2 separate regions of the Mus musculus genome follow, and region 2 is linked to region 1. Evidence: chromatin contacts called from public promoter capture Hi-C data. All regions are on one chromosome and are shown on one strand. Each heading gives the region's core, a stretch centred on a gene start, on an enhancer-like site or on the middle of the called end of the contact. The rest is flanking DNA. Distances are from core to core; before and after follow the strand shown. Region 1 holds the start of Wbscr25 (Williams Beuren syndrome chromosome region 25 (human)). Region 2 holds the start of Dnaaf5 (dynein, axonemal assembly factor 5).

The links. Promoter capture Hi-C pulls out the DNA fragments that hold promoters and counts their contacts.
Region 2: a contact with region 1 is called in a promoter capture Hi-C map of pre-B cells, with 6 times the contacts expected there. The contact joins the promoter of Dnaaf5 here to the promoter of Wbscr25 in region 1. A contact is called at or near these places in 1 of 39 promoter capture datasets (pre-B cells) and 1 of 484 Hi-C or Micro-C datasets (CD4 T cells).

What each region holds. Positions count from the first base shown.
Region 1 is chr5:134,999,945-135,005,283 of GRCm38.p6, reverse strand. It overlaps Wbscr25 (Williams Beuren syndrome chromosome region 25 (human)), which reads left to right and starts at 3,934. Exons shown (of 5, transcript NR_026907.1): 1 at 3,934-5,214. LOC115490310 (a small nuclear RNA gene) reads left to right here and starts at 5,267; the gene lies at 5,267-5,339.
Region 2 is chr5:139,147,507-139,152,616 of GRCm38.p6, reverse strand. Dnaaf5 (dynein, axonemal assembly factor 5) reads right to left here and starts at 2,382. Exons shown (of 13, transcript NM_001081265.2): 1 at 1,782-2,382; 2 at 950-1,134. The coding sequence starts at 2,370. It also overlaps a transcript of Prkar1b not described here.

The sequences.
Region 1 (5,339 bases), core at 2,685-5,184:
TGTCTCGAACAATCAATCAAGCAAACAAAAACAAAAGAATACAGCTCAGTGGTGGAGTCCTTGCCCTGTTAATTCATGATTTCCTGAGTTCAAACTCTAGCCCCCTACACAAAAAATGTGGCGTACTGAAGAGGGCTGAAGAAATACTTAGGCAAAATTTCCTTAGGTGTCCAGTCAAGTACCAACTAACAGGAGACTGACCAGGGATACGCGGGCCCATCTTTCCTCCACCCTTCAGGACAAGGCTGAAACAGACCATGTTCTAACTCCCAGGCTTCCCTCCAGGGAAGGGGAGCTACTTCCTTCTATTCCGAGCTCACAAAGAATCCGCACTGGGCTGAGTATGCTTGATGTGTTGGCCATGGAGAGTTATTAGATGCTTAACAGGGACACCTAAGCTCTGTATGATCCAAAAGCTGGGAGAGGTTGGTCTTTTTCTTTCCTTTCCTTGAATTTGCTTGTAGGTTTCTCTATTTTCATTTTACTTTATCTCATTTTTTAAAAAAGATCTATTTATTTATTATATGTAAGTACACTGTAGCTGTCTTCAGACACCCCAGAAGAGGGCATCAGATTTCATTATGGATGGTTGTGAGCCACCATATGGTTGCTGGGATTTGAACTCACGACCTTCAGAAGAGCAGTCGGAGCTCTTAACTGCTGAACCATCTCCCCAGCCCCTCATTTTTTTTTATTGTATTGTATGGGTACTTTGCCTGCATATATGTCTGTGTACCATGTGCATGTCCAGTGCCCAGGGAGGCCAGAAGACAGTGGATCCTTGGTGTATGGACAGATGATTGTGAACCACCATGTGGGTGCTGGGAATTGAACCTGATTCCTCTGAAAGGGCAACAAATCTTCAGACTCTCCCTCCCTCCCTCCCTCCCTCCCTCCCTCCCTCCCTTCCCTTCCCTTCCTTCCTTCCTTCCCTCCTTCCTCCCTTCCTTCCCTCCTTCCCTCCTTCCCTCCTTCCTTCCTTCCTTCCTTCCTTCCTTCCTTCCCTCCCTCCCTCCCTCCCTCCCTCCCTCCCTCCCTCTCTCTCTCTCTCTCTCTTTCTTTCTTTCTTTCTTTCTTTCTTTCTTTCTTCTTTCATATAGGGTGGATTGCCTTGAACTCTTGATCCTCCAGCCTCCCCTTCTACAGTGCTGGGATCACAAGTTCATAAGTGTGTGCTGCCATACCTGCTTTATGCAGAGCTGGGGAGGGACCAAGACTTCCCTCGTGCTTAGTAGGAACTCACCAACGGAGCTACATTCCCAGCTCCCCTCTTAAACCCAAACTTTTTTTTTTTTTGGTTTGTTTGTGTTTTTGAGAAAGGGGTTTCTCTCTTTAACAGAGCTGGCTGTCCTGGAACTCTGTGTAGCCTGGGTTGGCCTCAAACTCAGAGACATCCACCTGCCTCTGCCTTTCATGTTGGGATTAAAGAGACATATATCACCACCTCCCAGCTGCTGCCGCCTCTTCTTCTTCTTCTTCTTCTTCTTCTTCTTCTTCTTCTTCTTCTTCTTCTTCTTCTTCTTCTTCCATTCTTCTCCTCCTCCTCCTTTTCCTTTATATATATATATATTTTTTTAATTAGGTATTTTCCTCATTTACATTTCCAATGCTATCCCAAAAGTCCCCCATACCCTCCACCCCCACTCCCCTACCCACCCACTCCCACTTTTTGGCCCTGGTGTTCCCCTGTACTGAGGCAGATAAAGTTTGCAAGTCCAATGGGCCTCTCTTTCCACTGATGGCCAACTAGGCCATTTTCTGATACATATGCAGCTAGAGTCAAGAGCTCCGGGGTACTGGATAGTTCATATTGTTGTTCCACCTATAGGGTTACAGATCCCTTTAGCTCCTTGGGTACTTTCTCTAGCTCCTCCATTGGGGGCCCTATGATCCATCCAATAGCTGACTGTGAGCATTCACTTCTGTGTTTGCTAGGCCCCGGCATAGTCTCACAAGAGAGAGCTCTATCTGGGTCCTTTCAGCAAAATCTTGCTAGTGTGTGCAATGGTGTCAGCGTTTGGAAGCTGATTATGGGATGGATCCCTGGATATGGCAGTCTCTAGATGGTCCATCCTTTCGTCACAGCTCCAAACTTTGTCTCTGTAACTCCTTTTTTTCTTTTTTCTTTTCCTTTTTTTTTTTTTTTAAAGATAGAGTCTGGTCCTGTAGCCCAGGCTGCCCTGAAACTCATTATATAATCCATGCTGGCCTCGATCTCACAGCAGTTCTCCTGCCTCAAGCCTCCTGAATGCTGAGATTTCAGACCAAGTTCTGGGAAGGATCCTTAGAGATATTTTTATAGGAATTTTTGGTTTTTGAGACAGGTTTTTGTTTTGTTTTGTTTCATAGCCTTGGCTGTCCTGGAACTTGCTCTGTAGACCAGGCTGGCCTCCAACTCACAGAGATCTGTTTGTTTCCTGAATGCTAGGATTAAAGGCATGTACCACCCCACCCACCTAAACTTCCTTTTTATTTATTTATTATAAATAAATATTATTTATTATTTATTTTATATATTTATTATGTCTCTGTGTATCTCTGTATTTCTCTCCCCCTCCTGTGTGTGTCCTCTGTGTCTGTCCATTTGTGTGGTTGTACAGGTGTCACAGCATGCATGTAGAGGTCAGAAGACAACTTGAGGGAGTCTGTTCTCTGTCTCTATGTGGGTTCCAGGAATTGAACTCACATCAATAAACTTGGCAGCAAGTGCCTTTATCCACTGAGCCATCTCACCAGTCCACAGAGTGAAAGGGTTCATAGTTCTGTTGGGAAAAGGTAGTGTTGTTAAAGAGTTTCTGACCAGTCAACCTTCTGTCTAGCCAGCTCACCCCAGCCTGGCACACGACCTTTGACCACATGCCCAAAAGCCAAATAGCCCAGATCTGGTGTCAGGAGTGGCGTTGAGGACATACATAGTCCTGGCCCTCAAAGCATTGTGGTCACATGGCTCGCTCAAGGCTGAGCCTGGCAAGCTGAAAAACCTGTTGGTTTGAAGGTCCCAAGTGAACATTCCAGAGAAAGTTGTGGGCGGGGCAAAGAAGGGGGTCAAGCTCCGTGGCAGGACTCTGGGGGTGGCATGTTGGGGAAAGGTCATTCCAGAGCTGCCCACCCTTTCCCAGCTTGTGGGCCAAACCAGGGAGTTTGCATTGGTTGGCTTCGCAACTCAGATGGGCTACTGAGCCAGAGCTCCTAGACCCCGGGATTATACTGAGATGAGCCTAATCCTTATTTCCTTTTTCTTTCTTTCTTTCTTTCTTTCTTTCTTTCTTTCTTTCTTTCTTTCTTTCTTTCTTTCTTTCTTCCTTCCTTCCTTCCTTCCTTCCTTCCTTCCTTCCTTCCTTCTTTTTTCTTTTCTTTTCTTTTCTTTTCTTTTCTTTCTTTTTAAAAATATTTTGACTTATTGTGTGTCTGTATATGTGTAGCCGGCAGTGTGGAGTCAGAGGACAAGTGGGGATCAGTTCTCTCCTTCCGTGTAGGTCCCAAGGACCGAATTCAAGGCATCCGCTGAACCATCTCTCTCAGTCCATTCTTATTTTACACTGAAGGAAACAAAGAAATGGAGAAAGGCGGAAGTTACCCAGCTCCAGTCACTAGTGTGGCTCAGGTTGGATTCCTTCCCAGATTTCATTTAGGGCCCTCTAGACCCAAAGAAGTGTGGTGTGTGTGTGTGTGTGTGTGTGTGTGTGTGTGGTATGCGTGTGCATGGCAGGCTGGGAGGTAGAGACACTGCACCCTGGCGGCGACCGGGAGTCGAACGGGTTAAGGCTGGAGGCAGCGAGTGTCTTCCTAACCGCACCTGGCTCAGTATCGGTCACGTGGCCAGGGTTTCACCTGCCCTGCTGGGCAGGGACAATCAGGCCGCTTGTTCCCTAAGCCGGTCGCCATGGTGACAGGAGTGTGCCTGGGGAGGTCACAGGGGCAAATTCCTGCCTGCTGGTCCGGGTGTGGCAGGGGCATCAGCTGGATTGTAGCTTGTTTAGGAGATTCCCGAGGGCCCCTGGAGGTTCCCGCTGGGGCTCAGCCTCCCAGGGGCCCCCCCAGTGTGGCTTCCCACCTTGCCACCTGAAGTCCTGTTTCTCCATCTGCCTGGTGTCTTCCCAAATTTTGAACCTAAGCGGATTAATCTGTTGATGCTTTCCGTATACATTGGCAGGCATGGCACCCCAGGCGCAACAACTCCAGATGGAAGACATACTATTACCCCTCAAAAAAATTCTACAAAAAAAACAGATGAGGAACAAAAGGAAACAACTTCAAAGGAAGGAGGCAGCCATGACACGCCAGCCATTCCAGGCCAGGCACAGCTCATCAGCCACAGCGGGCCAGGCACACTACCGCAGGCGCGGTACAGCAGCCAAACCACGCCAGGCTCAGCACGGTAGTCACAGCTTGTCAACTACATCACGCCAGTCACAGCACACCCGGCACATCACGCCCAGCACAACACACCAGGCACAACACACCGGACACACCAAGCCAGGCAAACCGTACCAGGCACAGCATACCAGGCAATCCAAGCCAGGCGAAGCACGCCAGAGACACCACACCAGGCAAACCACACCAGCCACACCACGCCAGTCACACCATGCCAGGCACAGCACCTCAGGCACAGCAAACCAGAGACACCATAGCAGGCCCAGCACTTCAAGCACAGCACACCAGGCACATCAAGCCAGGCACAGCATGCCAAGCTTGCCACACAAGGCACAGGACACCAAACACAACACACCAGGCACAACACACAAGCCACAGCATGCCAGGCACAGAATGCCAGGCTTGCCACACAAGGCACAGGACACCAAACACAACACACCAGGCACAACACACAAGCCACAGCACACCCGGCACCACTCAACAGGCACAGCGCAGCTGGCACGGCGCACCAGACACAACCAGCCAAGTCCACGCTGCGTCTACACTTGCTTTAAGGTAGTAGCAATCTGCTCTGCTTGGGAAAAGCCTTTCTGAAGGTTATAATCCTATCTTCTCTGCCTGCAAGCTCGAGCCTTTGTTAATTGAGGATCTACTGTATGCAAAGGTCCGAGGTGCAAGAATCCTTGCCAGTTCTGCTCCAGATGGAGCAAATACCAATACTTAAAAAAAAAAAAAAAAAAAAAAAAACAAAACTTCAAAGCATAGAAGCGGACCCAATCCTGGATCTTCTAAGATGGCATATCTGAAAGAGACGGTTGAGTGAAAGACCTGGAGGCTGAGGTGAGAAGGATTTGACTACATGAGTGGGGTTGCGGTGGAAGAGAATGTTCTAATTGCTTCTCGGCCTTTTGGCTAAGATCAAGTGGAGAATGTTCTAGAAGCCAGAACACCATGTACAATGGTGA
Region 2 (5,110 bases), core at 1,133-3,632, 4.1 Mb before region 1:
TCACCATGATACCTGGGTGTTTTATGGGTTGTAGTGATGATAGATGCACCTTGTATGACATTTGACAGGACTCTATGACAATTCTATAGCAAGCAAACAGAGATATGCATGGGGAACTGCTTACTGGCTGGGACGATGATAACTGGGTACAGGCAACAAATGTACCAACATTGTGGCTGTAATTCACAAGGCTGTGTGTGGTGCAGAGGACGGACTCTAGCACCTCGTACATGCTGAGCGAGTGCCCTACGTCTGAGCTACAACCCCAACCTGGAGACGATTAACTCAATTCACGAGTTTGAGGTGAGTGGGTGAACCACGCACATGTGAATGATGATGTGATGTGATAGAGAGGTATACAAACAAGATAGAAAGATGGGCTGCGAGCCTATAGCAGGATGGGGCAGGACATGCAGGCTGGGCACCTGCACAAGTGACGCAAGTGCGGAAGCAGGAGGGTCCTGATACACTCAGGCCAACACGGTCATCAAAGGGAGGGGACACAACTTGTTACTGTGTGGAGGGTCTGACTGTGATGGAGACAGCTTTCGGTTTTTCTGGAGCATGCTGCCCGCTTCTCCTCCTCCCACCTAGCCAGGGTCATGTGCTCCCCCTTCACTTGTTTCCTCCCTTGGAGACAGAGCCTGCCTACCACCAGTCCTTTCTCTTTAGGGGACATTACCATAAGCCACAACAGTCTAAGGTCTGAGACAGGCCTGTGCTCTGAAAGCCAGTGAGTGCTCTGTCTACATCTGGAGGGCTCCTGTCTGCCCCCCACCAGCATGGAGACCACCCCAGCACCGGACTTCCACTTCCGTTCTGTCCTTCCCGGCAAGGCCCTAAGCACTAGGCCCTGCACTGAAATTCTCTCAGTGGATGAGCACATGAGGACACTTCTATTAACAGAAGCACATGGTTTCAGGACTGTCAAGCAGAAAACTCCCAGTACCTGAGGGACGTCATCGAAGAGTCTTTGAGCAAAGTGGGAAAGGACATCATCCACCGAGTTCCCACTGCCAAACTGGATCACAGTGCCCGTGGCTTCGATAACGGCTACCCGGACCTTCCAGTGCTGGTGGGAGATGGTCTGCATCAGGGGGCCTATCAAGGACTCCGATTGCATGTGGAAGTGCTCTGTGGGATTAGGGAGGCTGCTGGTTATGCGATACAGCTGCATGGGGCCCTGTTCTGTGGCTACCATCAAACCTTCCTCTGGCCTCTGCTAGCCTCAGCTCCCACTTTTTCTCTCCAATGGTGCTGGGAGCTGCTTATGCTCCAGGCATCCGGAGGGATATATACACCTATTTCACAAAGTTGGCTCCCCCCTACCCCCGGGAAGACTTTAAACACTAGGTAGGGCCTCTTAACTTTTCCAAACTCTAGTCTAGAAGGAAAAAAGGGAAAAAGCCCTGATCAAGCAGGGCTGTAGATAGAGGGTAGAAATAAACGAGAAGCAGCCTCCCTTCATCCAGGAAGTTAGTGACCCGTGTCAGAGACAGAGAAGACACTGGAGTAAAGAAACTGAGTTGAGTTGTCCTTTCCCACATGAGTCCCATAACCCAGCATAAAAATGATCATGAAATGGGTGTGACACAGGTCTGAGAGTCTAGCACTTTAGGCTGAAGTAGAAGCAGCGTTATGTTTGACACCAGCCAGGGCTACATGGTGAGATCTCTTGTCTCGTGCCCCCTCCCATCGGAAATGACCTTACGAAGGAACCAGCCCACTTTAGTTCAGTTTCTGGACATCTAGGTAACCAGGGAAGCGGATAGGACGCTCACCCGGAGTGGCACGGGCCAGAGCGGCTGCGCACTCGCAGCCCTCCCGGCGCACCGCAGCGAAGGGGTCGAGCAGCGCGGCCCGCAAGGCGCGCACGGCGTCGTCCAGGTGGGGCGCGAGCGCGGCGCCGCCCAGGTCTACGGCGAGGTGGAGCAGCTGCACGAGGGCGAGACGCAGCTCCTCGCAGGGCTCCGGCGGCGGCCGCGCGAGTTCAGGTCGGGCCAGGCGTGCGCTGAGCGCCGGCAGCAGACGCGGCAGAGCGTCGCGGGGCCGCGCGGCGCGGCGCAGGCCAAGGTCGAGCAGGTGAGCGGCCAGCGCGCGGCAGCCCTCGGCCGGATCGCTTAGAAGCCGCAGCAGGCGCGGCAGCAGCAGACGGGCCCAGGGGCCCTGGAAGGCCGCGGAATCCGCGCCGGGCCGCACCGCCTCTTCCAGTACCTGCTCCAGAGCCTCCAGAGCGCGCCGCCGCCCCAGCTTACTTTCCGTCTCCAGCCCCGGTAGCAGGCGGCTTAGCGCGCGGGTCAGTTCCGCGGCTTCAGCCGCCTCGGTTAAGCCCGGGGCCGCGGCCACCTCCGCCTCCGCCGGCGCCGCCATCTTGAGCGCGTTGCCTGTCTCCAAGGGAACCGGCGCTAGTACGATGGTCCGAGCACGCTTTACGGCAAGACTTCCGGCTGCCTGGGTTGCTCGAGGCTGAGTGTGCGCCCCTTAGGAGTGATGCTGGGGGAGGGGCAGGGAGTAAGGGAGAGGCGGGGCCAGGGAAGTGGGCGGGCAAAGGGCTTAGAGGGCGGAGTGACGGGCAGGAGGACGAGAGAGGCTAAGAGAAGCAAGTGTAATTGGCTAGGTCCGGGAGTCTGGGGTGGGGCGCGAACCTTGAGGGCGAGGCAGAAGACAGCAAGCTCGGCAAGGGCCTTGGGCGAAAGAGGTAGTGGGCGGTACGAGGGGGTTGGTAGGCGGGACACGGGCCTCTTGGGTAGGGGCTTAGTGTAAAGAGAGGGGAATAAGGGATAATGGGAGGGGAAAGAACCAAATAGGCGGGGTGTGGACTTCGGGAGCATTGCAGGAGGTGGCAGGCGGAGCCCTGGTTTTGTGGGCGGGGCGAAGAATAAGGGTCTACGGGAAGGAGGCGGGGCAAGGAGTAGTGGGTTGGATGGGGGGGTAGGTGGGCGGGGCATGGGCCGCGCAGCTGGCTGACAAGTTTCAATAATAGGTGGGGTGCAGGTTTGGGGAAGGGACATAAAGCTCGAGGGAGGGGTGGGGGTCTGAGTAAGGTGAAGCGTGAGGATTGAGGTGCCTGAGACAAGGGCTGACAGGTGGGACGCAGGCCTTAGGGCGTGGCAAATGGCTAGGGGCGAGGCCAAGAGTGGGGCTGTCCTGTGCCTGAGTCTGGAACTTGGCCTGAGTGGCCAAGCTTCTGCAAGCCTGCACCTTCAGGTTCCTTTCCTCAGGGGCAGCTTAAGCTGAGGTTCTTTCTAATGGTGTAGATATGGCTGATCCTTACTGGGTTCCTCAGAGGTCATGAAGAAGTCAAGTGTGAATCTGCCACACGGTCTGACCTCAGTTTAGACATGAGGTATGCTCGATGGCTGGAAGTGTTTTTTTAGGGGGTCAGAGATGGTATTGTCAGTGGTCAGGACCCCCCACTGGGCACTTCCTAGGCCTGACTCAGTGCTGCATGACTTGGGCATCCAAACGAGTCACATCTGAGAACAGGCTTATAATGTTAGGGGTTGGGTTTTGTAACAAATTTGGCCTTTTTTTGTTGTTGACATTAGTTTTGTGGGAAATTGGTGTGAACCCTTAGGTGTTTTGAATGTGGCGTGGAAGCTTTAGGGGAACCATGTAAAATTGCTTAGGGTGGCAAAAGAGTTGTGAAGAGAGGTGACTGGCCAAGCAAAGGCTTGGTGTTAGAGGTGTCATGGACTCGTATGTCAAAGTCTTAAGCCTAGTCCATCAGAGTGTGAGTGTCTGGAGGTAGGATCTTTGCAGATGTCAAGATTGAGATATTGGGGCTAGCTGCTATCCTCATAAGGGGAATTTGGCATAGATGTGCAAGCCGTGAAAAGGCTTTGTGAATGTTAGGTGGGCAGACGGCAAGCCCAGGGAAGCAGCCCTTCCAACTTCATCTTAGCCCAGCATCCCAGTATGTGAGGGTTGTGGCCGGCCGTGGCAGCTGAAGCTGACGGTGCTTGTCTGTGGCCAGGGGACCTCTTAGGGGAAGGAGAAGTGTCTTGTAGGGAACAAGGGGATGTGCAGGACAGCCAGGATAGCCTTTGTCTCTCTGCAGGGAGCCAAGGAAGATGCTTTACGTGGAACACTGAAAGCTAAGTCTGCACTTTTAAGGATGCCTGTGGCTGCTGTGAAGGTTGGGATGGGCCAGCAGGGATGGCCTGTAGGTCCTGTGAGCAGTAATGAGTTTGCCTTTCCTGTTCCCTCCATCTAAATACAGCTCAATACCCCACAAGCAACACCCAGTAGGAAAAGGACTTGAGAGTTGAAAATAACTACACTGGCCCGGAACTCAGAACTTGGGCTATGTTTCCTTTTTCTTTGATTTCTGAGCCAGGGCCCCAGAGAGGCCAACACGATGGCCAAGAGATACAGGGCAAGTCTTCTGGGAATCCCCTCTCTCTGGCCAGTGGCAGGAGAGACCTAGAACAATGCCAGGCAGAGACTTTAACCCGTGTTCCAGTCCACAGTCTGTCCCCAGTGTCAGTATCAGCACCTGTAGGCTCACCTGACCCTGCCTGCACATGGGGTGCCAGCGGGGACCACATAGGTAGTTTTGTGAAGTTGTCTGTCAGCAAGAGACCCACATCCTCAGTAGGATGGACCCCAGAGATGCCTTCATAACTCTGCAGATGACACCAGCAGGGACCGAGGAGCCCCACCAGTGCCAGAAAATCAAACAGACCAGGAGAGCAAAGTGGAGATGCCAGAGACAAAGCCAGCATTGGAACAAGAGGCCACAGCGGCAGGCCAGATTGCACATGTGACATACACACACTGGCATTAGCAGCTAGCTGCCTGCTAACGTAGAAGAACCAGGAGTCTCCAAACAGAGTAACCCAAATGTCCAGCGTACATTTGAAAAAACCGCTTATCATTCCAAGAACATTTGCAATGTGAATGCAAAAAGGCTGCTTACTGAAATGGATGCCAAAATGAGCCATCTGCCAAGGACTTGTCGACAACCATGAAAATCGCTTTCAGAAGCAATTAGAAGAAAAAGTGATTACAAACTCATTTAAAATTTAAAAAAAAATTTAGCAAAGAAAAAGAAATTGTAAAGCGCCAAGTTGAAATTATAGAATCTGAGAAAACAACCAGAATAACA